2 separate regions of the Mus musculus genome follow, and region 2 is linked to region 1. A link is a contact called in public Hi-C data. All regions are on one chromosome and are shown on one strand. The core of a region is the stretch at or near the end of the contact, and the rest is flanking DNA. Distances in the headings are between cores, read along the strand shown. Region 1 overlaps Vipr2 (vasoactive intestinal peptide receptor 2). Region 2 has its middle 18 kb from the start of Gm23732.

Region 1 (6,353 bases), core at 2,743-5,242:
AGAATCCTTTTGAGGGAAATACCCAAAGCAATAGCCTGTCAAGACTCATGAATGAAGCACCCAAGGAAAGCACGCCCCTCTCAGGAGACAGTTAATGTGGTTATAGATGAGCGCACACTGGGGCCATAAGAGATCCCAAAGATTATGCATGGAGCAGGCTTAGGGTCCATCAGGAACCTGGTTACCCATGGAGACAGAAGCTAGTCAGGACGCTGCTCCTTCCTATTGGCCCTGCAGTTTTAAACGTATTGTGGTCATGCTGCTTATGTGTTGGGAATCATGAGGCTTTCACAAAGGGTTTCTAAACACCTACTATGCTTGGGGCCACACTGTGGACACAGTAGCATTATCTTAGGACAGTCTTGACAGAGAGCCCTTCCTACAAGGAAGGGTAGTAGAAGCTTAGCCTGGAGCATGCTGATGAATGAGACCACTCCTAGTATTAGAGAAACGGTGGCAAATCAGGCCAGGTTAGAAGGTTCTTCAAAGCCAGGACTCCACGTGTTTGGAGTGCCACAAGACATTGTACAGGATCCAGGTAAAAATGCTCACATCCCTAATCAGGGGATGGCTAGAATTTCATCCTCTGTCTCTAGGGTGAAGTATTAGCTAAGACCTGGAAAGACCATTTACAGGGAATTACTGCTGGATGGCATTGGAAAGTCAGCTCACATCTGGCTTTTGAATCTAAAGCAGGTTTATTTGGGGGTTAAGGTGGATCCCAAAGGTTGAAACCAGATTCTAGAACACGGGCTAAGTTTGCACCATGATTCAGACCCAGAAGCAACACAATTTGCTAAATGAACAAAAAGGGTTTTATAAAGTAGTATGCAGATCTGGACAGAGCCTACATTTTTGACAGGGGAACTCTGCCAAATCCTATAAAACCCCAATATCAGTGCATTCCAGCAGGAGTCACTATAATCCATGTGGAGAGACCTGCTTAGTCACTGGCACATAAAGACTGAGTGCAGAACCTAGCCCTTAAGATAGGAGACTGTTTACTACCTGACAGGTCCAGGTCCTCATGTAGTACCATGTGGACAGTGGGTAGTAAGGGGACACAATGTGGGTACCTAACCAATGCATGTGCTGAATATTTGCAAAATGTTGACCCTCTGACTCATGAGGGCATTCACAGTGCTCGGGCTGATGGCGTAGTTTCCTCCCATATGAAACACTCTAGAAGCTTTTCTCCAGGTTCTACCATGGCTCAGGGTCTGGCTGTTACCGTCGGAAGTTCAAGACTGGGCAGAGCTGGGTAATATTTTTCATAGCAACAGATCCCATCTGGAGATCCATCACTGGCATGAGACATCCTGCCCATGGATCTCAAGATAATCTCCCTCAGATTCATGATCAGGACTTAGTGACGTCCCACAACCACGCCAGTGTATCTACTAGCAGGCCCTGACATATCTAGGCAGGAACTGACCCAGGCAAGGAGACCAAAGTTGTGGCTACTCTAGGAAGTTGTGACTTCAACCCTTCACGGGAGTTAATGCCAAGCCACCATCCAGCGGTAGCCAGGACAAAATTGTATCAATGTAGAACCAGAGGACTATGTTTTCCAGGGTGCCTAGGCCCTGGAAAGTCAGCAGTCAGTGCTTTGGGTTAGGATTCAGTGATGCCATCCCACCTTCTTGGGAACAGACCCTGTCCCTCAACCCCTCAAGGCTAGTTCTGAGGAGTAAGTACTTCCTGTTCTGGCCTCTGTCGTGAAGGGCTGACATGTCCCTGAGATGACTGGGCTGTGCAGCTAGAACATTCTCTTTTCAGCTAACTTTGATCCTTCCTTCTGTACAAGGCAGAAGGAGTCTGAGCATTGTCTGTCACTCCCTGCTGAGCACAGCCCCTGATGGATCTCTTCCTTCACCATCCTTCCTCAGGCATAGGATCAGGCTTAGCCAACCCCACAGAGGCCATTTCCCTGAACTCTGAGTGGCTTTCTTCTGTGGGACACCGTAGGGCAGCACTGCACATTGTACCCTCCAGGCCTTTCTGCCCTTCTATCCTTGTAGTTCGGCCTCTTGCTCCCCGAAAAGGCTTTGGGGAGTTGCTGTCCCCCACCACTTTCCACAAGAAACATTTTCATTTCTCTTCAGAATGCTATTGGCTTGTTGTGTTTCTTTATTTCCAAGGATGCCCTGACCTCCCTAAAGCATAGCGCATACCGAGACACTGCCCTCCAAGGCCCTCAGTGTATCTCCACCCTCGGGGCTACACATATCCACTCTGCTCTCTTTCCTCATCTGTGCTGATGTCCCTAGCCTGCCACTGCCACAACCCCCTCTTACTTCCTACATCTGAGATCAGCCTGGCACACGTCTCTCATGCCATTACCAAAGTCCCAGGTGGAAGTCCCCTCTCCCCTTCCTTGTAAATCCCAGGACATTTTTGGCGCAACCATGTGTGCGTGTATATGTTCACAGAGTGCTTACAGATTACAGATTAACCTCCTGGGGGGGGTGTCCACAAAGTACCACACAGCTTCATGGCATGTGTTTCACTCTGATCCATAACTTGTGGCCTACTGTCATACTCAAGTCTTCTCAGGGCAGCTCAGGGAAGGTTAGGCAACACCTCATTCCATACTTAAGCAACCCAGACTCTGGGGTTATCTGTACCACCTCGTGTGGTGTCTGTCCAGCGAGTTGTCTCATCTAGAAAAGCCACAGCTGCTCCCAGAAGCCTTAACTTATGTCCAGAAAAGATGGAAAGAGGTTTATGTCAAGGTTATAATGTGGAAATCAACACAGAGAAGCAGCCAGATCTAGACCTCAGAGAGACGAACACAGGGTGCTGCCTAGAGCCTCATAAGCCAGCACAGGTCCAAAGAAAGAAAACACTCATTTCAACAGGCAGGTGGAACTTGCAATCTGTGGCTCAGCATTTAAGTGGCACTCCTGCCTCTGAGCAGACACAGAAGAATGAGGCAATGTCCTTCTAGAAAATTCTGCTCTGTTTCTAACAAGCAATAGATACAGAGCCAGCAGGTGTAGACCTAGAAAGCCCTCCTGTCTGGACTCAATGTCCTTACCCTGAGGTCTTGGGCTTCTGGAAGCAAGTCCAGGACCCCTTACTCTTACCAAACAGAGAAAGCCTCAGGTAGCACAGGAGTGCGCATCTTCCTTTGTACTGAACACCCCGCAGTGCCTACTCACTGTGTCAGGCCTGTGCCAGGCACATGACACTGTTTCTGGACCCCAGCACCTGCTGGGAGTACACAGCACGGCTTTCCTCTTGCTTTAAGATTTCTCCTCAGGGTCCAGTCGTCACTGACCAAGAGGGACTGCATCATGCAGACCTTGCTACTTACATGGTCATGAGAAACTGACTTAATTTCATGATTAGTTACTTGAAGTCACTATATGGTGAGTTATTTTATTCCTTAGAACATCGTTTCTAATAGGGACGTATTGTCACTCATCTGAAAGTTCAATAGCTGAAAGGAACCAAAAGAACGTGCTAGATATTACGTAAACTCAAAGGAGAGTGTAGAGATGACACAGTCTAGTCTCCAAACGAAAGGAGAGAGGGGAGATCAAGACACAGAACAAACACATGGATGGTTTTCAAGGGCACTGTGCACCAGCACTGTCAGCCTCACAGGGCAAGGCAGGAGAGGCATGGACACACTTCTTACTGCAGTACTTTTTTTTCTGTGTTCATAGTCACTAATTTCTAACACTAATTTTGGATGTAAAAATGTTCATTCCTTCTGTAAAAGCCAGTTGAAATATTTTTAAAGGCATGGTGTAAGATTTGTGAGATGTAACAGGAACCAAACATGTTCTCTTTGTCTCTCTCAAGAACAACAGGGTAGAAGGATTAGTGGCCATGTGCTGTGGTCACTGGTGACCACACACCATTCCTGGATAATAAAAAGAAGCTGTTTCAGTCTGCTAAATGCTCTCCAGTGTGGGCTTCGGAGCCCCTCTTCTAAGAAGACTCTAACTGTTCGCATCTGCTTCTCTTCTGAGGATGTCACATGCAAACAGCCTTGGGCAACAGAGGCCGTGTTTGTGTTCCTCTGGGCGGTCTGGCAACTAAGGCACCCCACACACTCCCGGATCCTTAACTTGCTGTCAGGATCCTAACAAGCTGCTGTGGATGCTGTGGATTTACTAGGGTGGGGCTGTGACCCAGATACATGGGCCTTGGATCTGAGAGTCTTCAAAGTAGTAAACCATGGTGAGTGCGAAGCTCCTGCTCTACGCCGTGTGAGAAGCAGGGAAGTCTGTCTGTCTCTGGCCCAACATTTCCCATCTTCTGCTGTTACCACGAACCTGTGGCTGGCTACTCTCAGTCCAGCTCGTCAGCAGGGAATAACAAGGCCCTCACAGTCCCTCCAAGGAGTCCAATGCTCTGTTTAAAACAAACCAACGGCCACTGCTCAGCACCTTTTTTTACCTGGTTCTAAGTAGATTGTAGTAAAACACATCCTTTGGCAAACACCACCTACTTTTTCAGGGAGGGGGTCATCAAAGCACACCAGTCTAACTTTTGTGCTGCCAATTCCTGGAGTAGCCATAGATGCCATAAGAAAGCCACAGGAAAGTTCCTATACTGACTTCCCTGAGAATATTCCTCCACCCTCAACCATCTGTGACGTTAGGCTCCTCATCCTCATATTGTCAAGATTAAGTTTGTCTTAGCAGTGAATCAAAATTCAACTACAGGACTCCAAATACCTCCACAGCTTTCTGAGTCCTTTTTAGAACTGGTTTTGTATGGATTTACTACATCTTTTTGTTTTGTTTTGTTTTGTTTTGTTTTGTTTTCTTGATACATCATAAAACAAAGTGGAAGAGTTCCATATTAGGATTGTGGAAGTTATTTTGTCAACATCAAAGCTACTTTATTTCTAATTTCTGAGGTTCTTCTAGACCAATTACACACTGCCACCGATTATGAAAGTAGCGCTCACAGATGTTAGGAGCTCAGCAATGTCACTTGTGACTTCATGAGGATATGTCCTGTGGCCTTGTCCTACCAGAAGTGCTCTCTCAGCTCTGGCTCTGCACAGCCTCTGGCTCTCAATGCCTGCAGCATCTTCATCCTGGTAACCTACTGCTATTTATACTCTTGGCATTGGAACTCTGCATATTTCAGAGAGGACTAGGGTCACAGGCTATCTCTTCTGAGAGCTGCACAGTGGCTGGCTGATGGTCAGCTCTGCTCTCCTGAGGGTGGCTAGCTAATGACCAAGAAGTTCTTGCAAAACAGAAAGGTGGATGAATCAGATATACATATACTTTTCTCGTAAGCTAACACTGAAAATAAGAGCCCACAACATGAAACGTCCAAGTAGGCATCCGTTCTTGCAAGAAAAAGCAATGAGGTTTGTCTGTATGACAAACAAGGGTGAAGTCCCACAGACTTGATCCACCTGGCCATGCCAGACAAGCACTAAGGAAATCTGAGCAGTTTTCATAGACTCTACCTAGGATGTCCATGCAGGTTGTCCCCTGGGAACCCAGGAAGCTTGTCACAGGAGGTCATCTTTGAGAGGGCCACTCATCAGGAGACCATTAGCAGCTCTAGCCATCACTGGCCACAGTGGTCTGCCAAGCTCCCATTTTAATTTCATTTTTTAAAAAAATACTTATTTCAATTTTACATGTATGAATGCTTGCCTGGAAGCATACACACATATTACGTGTATGCAGAAGCCTATGGAGTTGAAGAGGGCACTGGGTTTCTAGGAACTGTAGTTATAAATGTGATGCCATGGGTGTTGGGAACCCAGCAAGTGCTCATGGCTACTAAGTCATCTCACCAGCCTCATGTCTAAGTTCCTTTCCTCTTCCTCCTCCTCTTCTTCATCTTGTTATTGTTATAATCATTATTGTTGTTGTTGTTTGGTGTGTGTGTGCGCACGCGTGCGCCTTTGCCACAGGAATGCTTTTCTGAACTCTGAGGTTTTTACTGAACAGAGCCAGCCTCGGTGACCACAGTGCTGACCCATAGCTCTCATTTGTTGCCAACTGAAGTCAGTTTTTTAGTGCTAGCCCTTCATTGGAGCAGTGAGACTGACTGATTATATTTGTGTCGACAGACTGTGAGGTCAACTAGACAATTTAGGGAATGTAGCTCCAGAACCACATGTGTGCTGTAAAATCACAGGTCATTAAAGGAAGCTTTGAGCTGAAGCCTTCATTTTCAGAGGAGGAAACAGGGGTCTTAGACAGGTAGAAAAAAAGGTGCCTATTTAGAGCCCTTTCGCCTAGTGTGGGAGCCACTGACTAATCTGTGGTACTGGAAGCTTGAAAAGTATCGCAAAAGGTGAGGTGCTAATAACATTCTTTAAAAATGTACTATGTTATAAGACTTAACAGAAAGAAAGAACA
Region 2 (7,206 bases), core at 564-3,063, 74 kb before region 1:
TTCTCAGCAGCTAGGATTTTGAGTTTCTCAGTATGGCTGCTGATCGATCAGAGTAAGCTGACAAATACTGGGCTGTGAGCCTAGCGATTAAAAATGAAAAGCTAGGCTAGAGAAAAAGGTTGAGTTTAGATAATGAGTTAGAAGGACATTCTCTACAGGTTCTGTGAAATATTACATTAACGTTCTGCTTAGTGAATGCACAGTGTTCTATGTGAATGGTGAGTTTGGACCTGGCAGCTGATCCTGTTGGCTATAACACAGTGGCGTGTGACTCTACAAGACTGCTAGCTAGAGCCAGATTAACCTTCCTATGCCTTTTTGACTTCTCTTTACCAGCCAGTCTCTTAGGAGACTGCAAGCTGAGCTCAGTAAGATGCCTAGTGTAGTTTCTACAGGGCCAGAGGGAGAAGGTATATCAAGGGTTTCTTGATTTCTGCTTGTCTGCAGACCCAATGGGGCAAGGATCTTCTTGATCTAGTGGATTGGTTCTGGGAATCAGGGGTCTCCTTTAGGCCTAGTTTTCTGGATTGCACTTGCGGGTCTGTTCTGAAGACAGGGCACAGAAGACAAATCCAGTGGCTTACACTCTTTAGTGTTATAGAAAATGTCACCTGCAAGTACTGTCTTACCAGGGTAAAGAAGGATCTTTTTTGAGCTGGAGCCAGGGGAATTGAGTTGATGCCTAGCCCAACAGATGAATGGGGAGGCTCCCATTCTTTTCCTCCATACCTAACACTTTCTTTCAAAACAGGCCACAGCTGGTTGTTACTTTTACTCAAATATTCACATGTGTCTTTTCTCTTGTGCTTTAGGTCCTTAAATAAATAGTCGAACAATTACCAGGATGGGTGGTGGTGGTGGTGCGGGGAGATGTTTACCATCTTCCAGGTACTCTTAAAACCAGGAGAACCATAGTCTGGTTCTCACAGAACTCACACTATGGCACACACAGGTAGCCCTCATAGTTTCCACCGTCATCGAGTGGCCTACTTAAACGAAATCTATGTTTGGAGAAAATGGGTGAACATTCAGTGGTGCCTGTTGCAAGTCACGACTGGGTGGGTGAGAGAGCCTTGCCTTACAAGTTCTGGGCAGGTCCTGCATGGCTTCACTCTTTTCTGGAGTATATCTCAGAATTTGCTTCTCCTCAGAATTATTCTTGGCTTCACCCAAACTCAACCTGTAAATAGATCAGGTCTGAGCCGTGAGTTTCCCTTGGACAGGTCCTTTGTGTTGGCCTGTACCTGGTATTAGGGAAGTCACAAACAGCATATATTTGCTGGGCACCAAGCCCTAGGGAGACTTCTAAGACTTGTACCCTCTGAGTCTCCCTCCTTAGAGTGCTAAGATCTGATACTCTGAGGCTCTATGGGCAAAGAGATTGAGTCAGCCATATTCCCTGCCCTGCACCACATGACCTGGATCTTTCGAGGGTAACTCCTCCCATTCTTGGCTCTTTATTCCTGAGACATAAATCCCAGCTGGGATAACTAATAAAAACTATAGTAAGACCCAAAGCTGTGTACAGTGATTAGTGCGAACAGATGCTAGTGCATGAGAGCTGCTTTTCTGTGGTCCTGACCTACTTCCAGTGTAAAAGCACTGCCAATCCCCACAGACTGGTGGCTGCAAAGCAGGCCTCAGCAGAGCCTTGATTAATCGGTACTTTGTTTTTCTACTTCAGCATCTAATGAATTATTAATCTCCACTGGAAATATATAAATTCCAACTTGTCTCACAGATGCAGACGCTAGGACTTTGTGTCAAGGTGAGAGCAGTGAGCTGTTGGAGCCATCCATCCAGCATCGTTAGGGGGATGGGACAGTTTCATGTATCTCTGAGGAGGCACAGAGAAGCACAGCAAAGGCCAGTGGGATGAGCAGTGTGAGTTAAAGAAACGACATTCAGGTCTAACCCAAGTGTCAGGTGGGTGAATTATAGTGAACGTGTACCAGCATGTAACTACTCTGGCCAGGCACATAGAGTCAAGGGCTTTGCAGTTTCCCCTCCTTGAAATGTTCCTTCTATGTGGCCCTTCCAACAAAACATGCCTATTCTGAGAATGTGGCACCCTTCAGATTGTTCTAGAAAAGAGAATTGAAGTAAGACATCCTTTCAGGACTAAGACCCCATACATCAGAAAGCCTGTGCCCACAAGAGGCTCTGAAAACTGTCCCACGGGGCACACATTCCACAGGTTGGTGGAGTATAAAGCTAGGTAATGTGTATGGATTCCTTTACATGATTGATTAATGGATGAGTTTCTCCCAAGTCTGAGTTGATAGAGTGTAAGCCAGGCAACAAATGAATAAGAATTACAAGGGAGGAGAAAGGGGAATAGAAAGGGAGTGAAAGAAAGAAAGAAAAAGTTCAGTTACTTCAAAGCAACTCTGCTTATGATGAGGCTCATTCACAAAACAGGGTAACACCTCTGTCTTAGTCAGGTTTTCTATTCCTCACAAACATCATGACCAAGAAGCAGCTTGGGGAGGAAAGGGTTTATTCAGCTTACACTTCCACACTGCTGTTCATCCCCAAAGGAAGTCAGGACTGAAACTCAAGCAGGTCAGGAGGCAGGAGCTGATGCAGAGGCCATGGAGGGATGTTACTTACTGGCTTGCTTCCTGTGGCTTGTTCAGCTTGCTTTCTTATAGAACCCAAGACTTCCAGCCCAGGGATGGCACCACCCACAAGGGGCCCTCCCCCCTCCCCCCTCCCCCCTTCCACCCTTGATCACTAATTGAGAAAATGTCTTACAGCTGGATCTCATGGAGGCCTTTCCTCAAGGGAGGCTCCTTCTATGTGATAACTCCAGCTCGTGTCAAGTTGACACACAAAACCAGCCAGTACACACCTCCCTTCGGACATCTTCGGACATCGTCGGACTTTGTGATGAGGGGTTAGCAGACAGGACCAGCCCAGCCACACCATCCCAAGGCCTATGACTGTTATGAACCTAAAATAGTTAATATCTGCCTATTCACACCAGTCTGCTGACCCCCGGGGACACGGTTTGTTCTGCTGTGTGATGTGACATCTGCAGCATGTGTCTGGGAGCAAGTGCCCTGTCTCAGAGGTGCCATATTCCCCAGGCACAGTAGAACATAGGAATCGCTTGCTTTGTTTCTGTCTCTCACAGTACCTGCTGGTCGCAGTCCCAATACCTCCTGTGTATCTCTTACAGGTAGCATGGCTGGGTCAATCCCTTGCCTGCTTTCTTACCCCGTCATCCTCTAAAACAGTCCTGGATGCTTTAGTCAAGGCCTTACTTGCCCAGGAGGACTCTGCACAGGGCAGGGACACCTGAACACAGGATTCCCAATAGGCTAAAGCAAGAAGGCTGGAAAGAGCCAGCGCTTCTGTGGCTTCATATGATCACAGATTCTCCTTGAGGGTGCTGCTTATAGAAACAAATGACCCAAAGGTGCCTGAAAAACAGGAAGGTGAGCCCTGAGGTTACCTCCCCAGATACTTGACCAGGATAGACAGCTTCTCCATGGGCTTTCTTGGTGCTGCACTTTTAATATGTTCCCCCCAAAGTTCATGTTTTAGAAACGTATTCCCCGAAGTCATGATGATGTTTGGAGGTAGGGCTTCTGGAAGGTGACTGAACTAGATAAAATCCTAAGGGTGACATTACAGCTTTTTGAGAAGAGGAACAGAAGGCTGAGCTGGCACACTTGCTCTGTTTGGCTATGGGATTCCATAGAGCCCAAGGTCCTTGAAGAGAAGAGATGAGAGGGTGCTCACACCATATTCTTGTCCCCAGTACCATGTTTGAGAATGGTTGGTCAGGGTAGTCAGAGTGGCTCCACGACAATATAGACTATGGTTCTAGCCCTTGGTTGCCTTGCATAGGTAAACACCTATTGCTGAAGGCACTGCATACTTTAGCATACAGGGTTTCAATTATTCCAGCTGGACTTAGCCTGAAAGCTTTCCTTCTGTGGTCTACCTTTCATGGTACCAGAAAATGCTATGAAATCTGTCAAGGGAGAGAAGCAATTAATAGTCCTGCCCAACTATGACATCTAAAAACCACAAAAATGACCAGCAATTTGTTGGTGGATTTGAGGGCTACTCAAGAGGAAGGGAGCAGTCCCCGGTAACTACAGACCCAACTGACTTCCCAGGCCTAGTGAGGTCATGGATCTTAAAAAAGAATCTACTACTGCCATTCTTGTTTGATATTTTCTTTTTGCATTTACTAAGTATTTTATAAATATGACCTTTGTTAACAGACACAAAACCCCCTTCTTTGTCAGATGAAATGTTTTAAGATTTTAGTTTAATCTGATACAATGATGAAATTCTTAAATTATGTGAATGATCTAGTGTCATTCTTTTAGGTGTAATTTCTAAAAATTAGCATAGTTTCATATTAGATGCAATCTAAAAATGTGCCTTTTAACAGAGAAACTAACCTACTGATTCGTTAAAAATTTTATCTGAAAAAGCAAATTATTTTTTAAAATAAGTAATTATTTTAAATACATAGGAATTTTATCTATTCTCTGATCAAAGTTAGAGGTTTATATAATAGTTTTTTTTTTTTTTTGAAAAGTCCATGCTCCAACTAAGGCCTATTTATAGGATACTTGCTTTAGGTTTAAAGACACAAATGGGACCAAGAGAAAAAGGATACAAAAGATGCTGTATACAAATAAGAAGCCTAGGACAATATGTGAATGAGACATGGTTGACTTTAAGTCAGAAAAATATACAGAAACAAAATATCAATTCATTAATGTCCAGTATATAAAAGATAAAAATTTATGACACAGTAGGATACCATAAAGTACGGAGAGAGGATCTTCACAGAATGGAAGACGCAGGCAATACTGACTGAAGATCTTAATATCGGACTTTCAAATTCATTCTAAAAATTCCTGTGGAATACTAAGGGACCCTAATGAGGCAGAGCAACTGAGAAAGAAGGAAGCTGAACTTCAAACCTATCACAGGAATCAGTCATCAACAGTGAAATTTTGACATACGGATAGACACAAGGACCAGGGCCAGACCCAAACACTGCACACATACATGGTCAGTGGTCAGGTGCTCCTCAGACATCCAAGACCATCCAATGAGAAAGAACAGCCTCTTCAGCTTGGTGCAGGGAAAACCAGTGTCCATATGCACAGCAATGATGCTGGACCCTAATGAGGTCATTGTGACTCAGTGATTTCTGTAAGGTCTCTCTAAACACAGCCTCACTCTGAATCCATTCTGAACCAGGGGCAAGGACTCATTGCACAAGTTCTTGGTACACAAGATGGCCAAAGCAACTGTTCGGTCTTAGTTAAAATGCAAGTTCAGAAAGACCTAAATAAAAAGTGTAGATATTTATTTTCAGAGGTAGATAAAGAGCACACCTCTTCCTAACCATTGTTCCCTGATTGTGTAGCGTCCTTGATGCTTATAGGAAGCCCATGTGTTACAACGAAGAAAGTGAGTGGTAAGACAGACCTTAACGCCAATCATGTGTACTGAAGTTCTGTGCACACACACTTGGGGAACTGGCTCTTTATCTCTCTGAAAAGGGAAAGATGCCAATGGCAGGATGGTGTCTGTACTGCAAAGAGACGCCATGCTGGTTAGCCGTATGGTCTACTCGCACAAAGATTACAATGCTGCGTGTGGAATAAGCCATGCTCTCCCCTTCTGCAGTTTATCTGATCCAAAGTGGCTGTCCTTCATTGTGTTACATAATATCATTGCTAGGTGAGTAACTAGATCATGTAATTTGTGCTGCATTACTCATGGTTTGCTTGACAGAGTTAATTACTATGAAGAATGCAGTGGTGGAAGTCTCAGGCTTCAGGCTGGGCAAGCAGTTTCCATGCTACTGGATGCTCCCAGGTGACACAGTATAGCGAGCTGGTGCTTCTGTGTATGGACAGTGCTTCCCATAGTACTGAGACCGTAGTCCTTGGAATCACCTTCTCCAAGTGGGCTGCAAAGCCAGAGTCTTTATTCTATATTCTTAATAACTATTTATCCATTTTTAAATGATGGAACATTAGATTATTTTTAGTTTTTTAAAAAATATATCATTGCTATGACTATGTTTAACTTGGAGTATTAAATTAGGAAAGAGTTCCAGAAATAAAATTACTGGGTTAAGTGCAATGTACACTTCAAAGTTTTATTTTTAGAAATTAGAGTAAATAGATTATTTATTTATTCATTTATTTTTATTTTATAACTATTTTTGTTGGTGTTTTGGTGGAGCCAGCTGAGGTGGCACAGGCAAAAGTCAGGAAGGGCAGGCCTGACAAGCGGTAGAATCACCAGCTAGGTACCCAATCCACAATGAGGAAACCTTTGTATCCTATCTTTAAGCATGAAACCCAACCATATAGTAGTTAATCTGAGCAATAGTCTGTCAGCCCAGGTTTGGCCAGTGCTATCCTGACCACAGCTGAATTGGTGGGCAGAAGAAGCCCCAGGATTGCTGGAAGCTCCTTAAATCCCTGGATTTGAAAGTGGCTGCATAGACAGCGGTGAAAGTTGTGCTAAAAAGCACCACCAAAACGCCTCTAAATGAGTGCTTTACTGAAATGCTGAAGAACATACAGGCAATGCCAGTAATAAACAACGAGCTTTGATGTAGCAGCAACAGCTAATGCCAGTAATAAATGGGTTTTGACGCAGCAGCAGCAGCAGCAGCAGCAGCAGCAGCAGCAGCAGCAGCAGCAGCAGCAGCAGCAGCAGCTAGCCAGTGCCAGAAACACAAGATTGGCCCAGAAGTTGGAGAATAGACCCTCTGTGCAGGCAGCATTAAAACTTAAGCAGAAAGAAGAGCTTAAAGCCTGGGCAAGAGTAACATCCAGGCACATTTAGGTCAACCCATAGGTGCCCTGGACAGGGGAGCAATTGGAGGCAGAGGCCTAAACACTCCTTAGAGCCGGCTGCCACTTCAAGAGTGGAGGAGCTGTAGCTCTCTGAATGGGCTTAAGACCAGGTTCAAGTTAAGACAGTGTTCAAGGTTGTGTGGGTCCTGGGAGAGGGGAACCTAGGGCTTGGAGGTATGGGTCATATCAGAATTGGTGGAAGAGCTCTGGTGTGATAGGTTAGAGAAATGGGGGCTTTGGAGGTAGAGCCTGCGGTCATAGAGGAGGAGAGGAGCCCTTACAAGAAACAGCGGGACAACCAATTGGATGCATACATGTAGAAATCTGATGTCTACATGGCATAGACAGA

The links. A called contact is a pair of places that touch in the nucleus more often than the background predicts.
Region 2: a contact with region 1 is called in a Hi-C map of rod photoreceptor, with 2.7 times the contacts expected there. The contact joins two enhancer-like sites. A contact is called at or near these places in 5 of 39 promoter capture datasets (the C10 cell line, HPC-7-derived erythroid cells, embryonic stem cells and 2 more), 7 of 484 Hi-C or Micro-C datasets (the HPC-7 cell line, LSK cells, Th1 cells and 3 more), 1 of 115 datasets of contacts at active chromatin or transcription factors (memory CD8 T cells) and 5 of 9 other capture datasets (adipose tissue, embryonic stem cells, liver and 2 more).

What each region holds. Positions count from the first base shown.
Region 1 is chr12:116,080,985-116,087,337 of GRCm38.p6, reverse strand. The region is part of intron 2 of Vipr2 (vasoactive intestinal peptide receptor 2); the gene reads right to left. Among named protein-coding and RNA genes, the nearest start is that of Gm46383, 5.9 kb to the right of the region's middle. Within about 2 kb of position 3,992, at least 8 of the 459 cell types and tissues checked have an H3K27ac peak or open chromatin away from gene starts, as enhancers often do. A contact at or near this core is called in rod photoreceptor, where this site is marked.
Region 2 is chr12:116,151,623-116,158,828 of GRCm38.p6, reverse strand. No RefSeq gene overlaps it. Among named protein-coding and RNA genes, the nearest start is that of Gm23732, 18 kb to the left of the region's middle. Within about 2 kb of position 1,813, at least 6 of the 459 cell types and tissues checked have an H3K27ac peak or open chromatin away from gene starts, as enhancers often do. A contact at or near this core is called in rod photoreceptor, where this site is marked.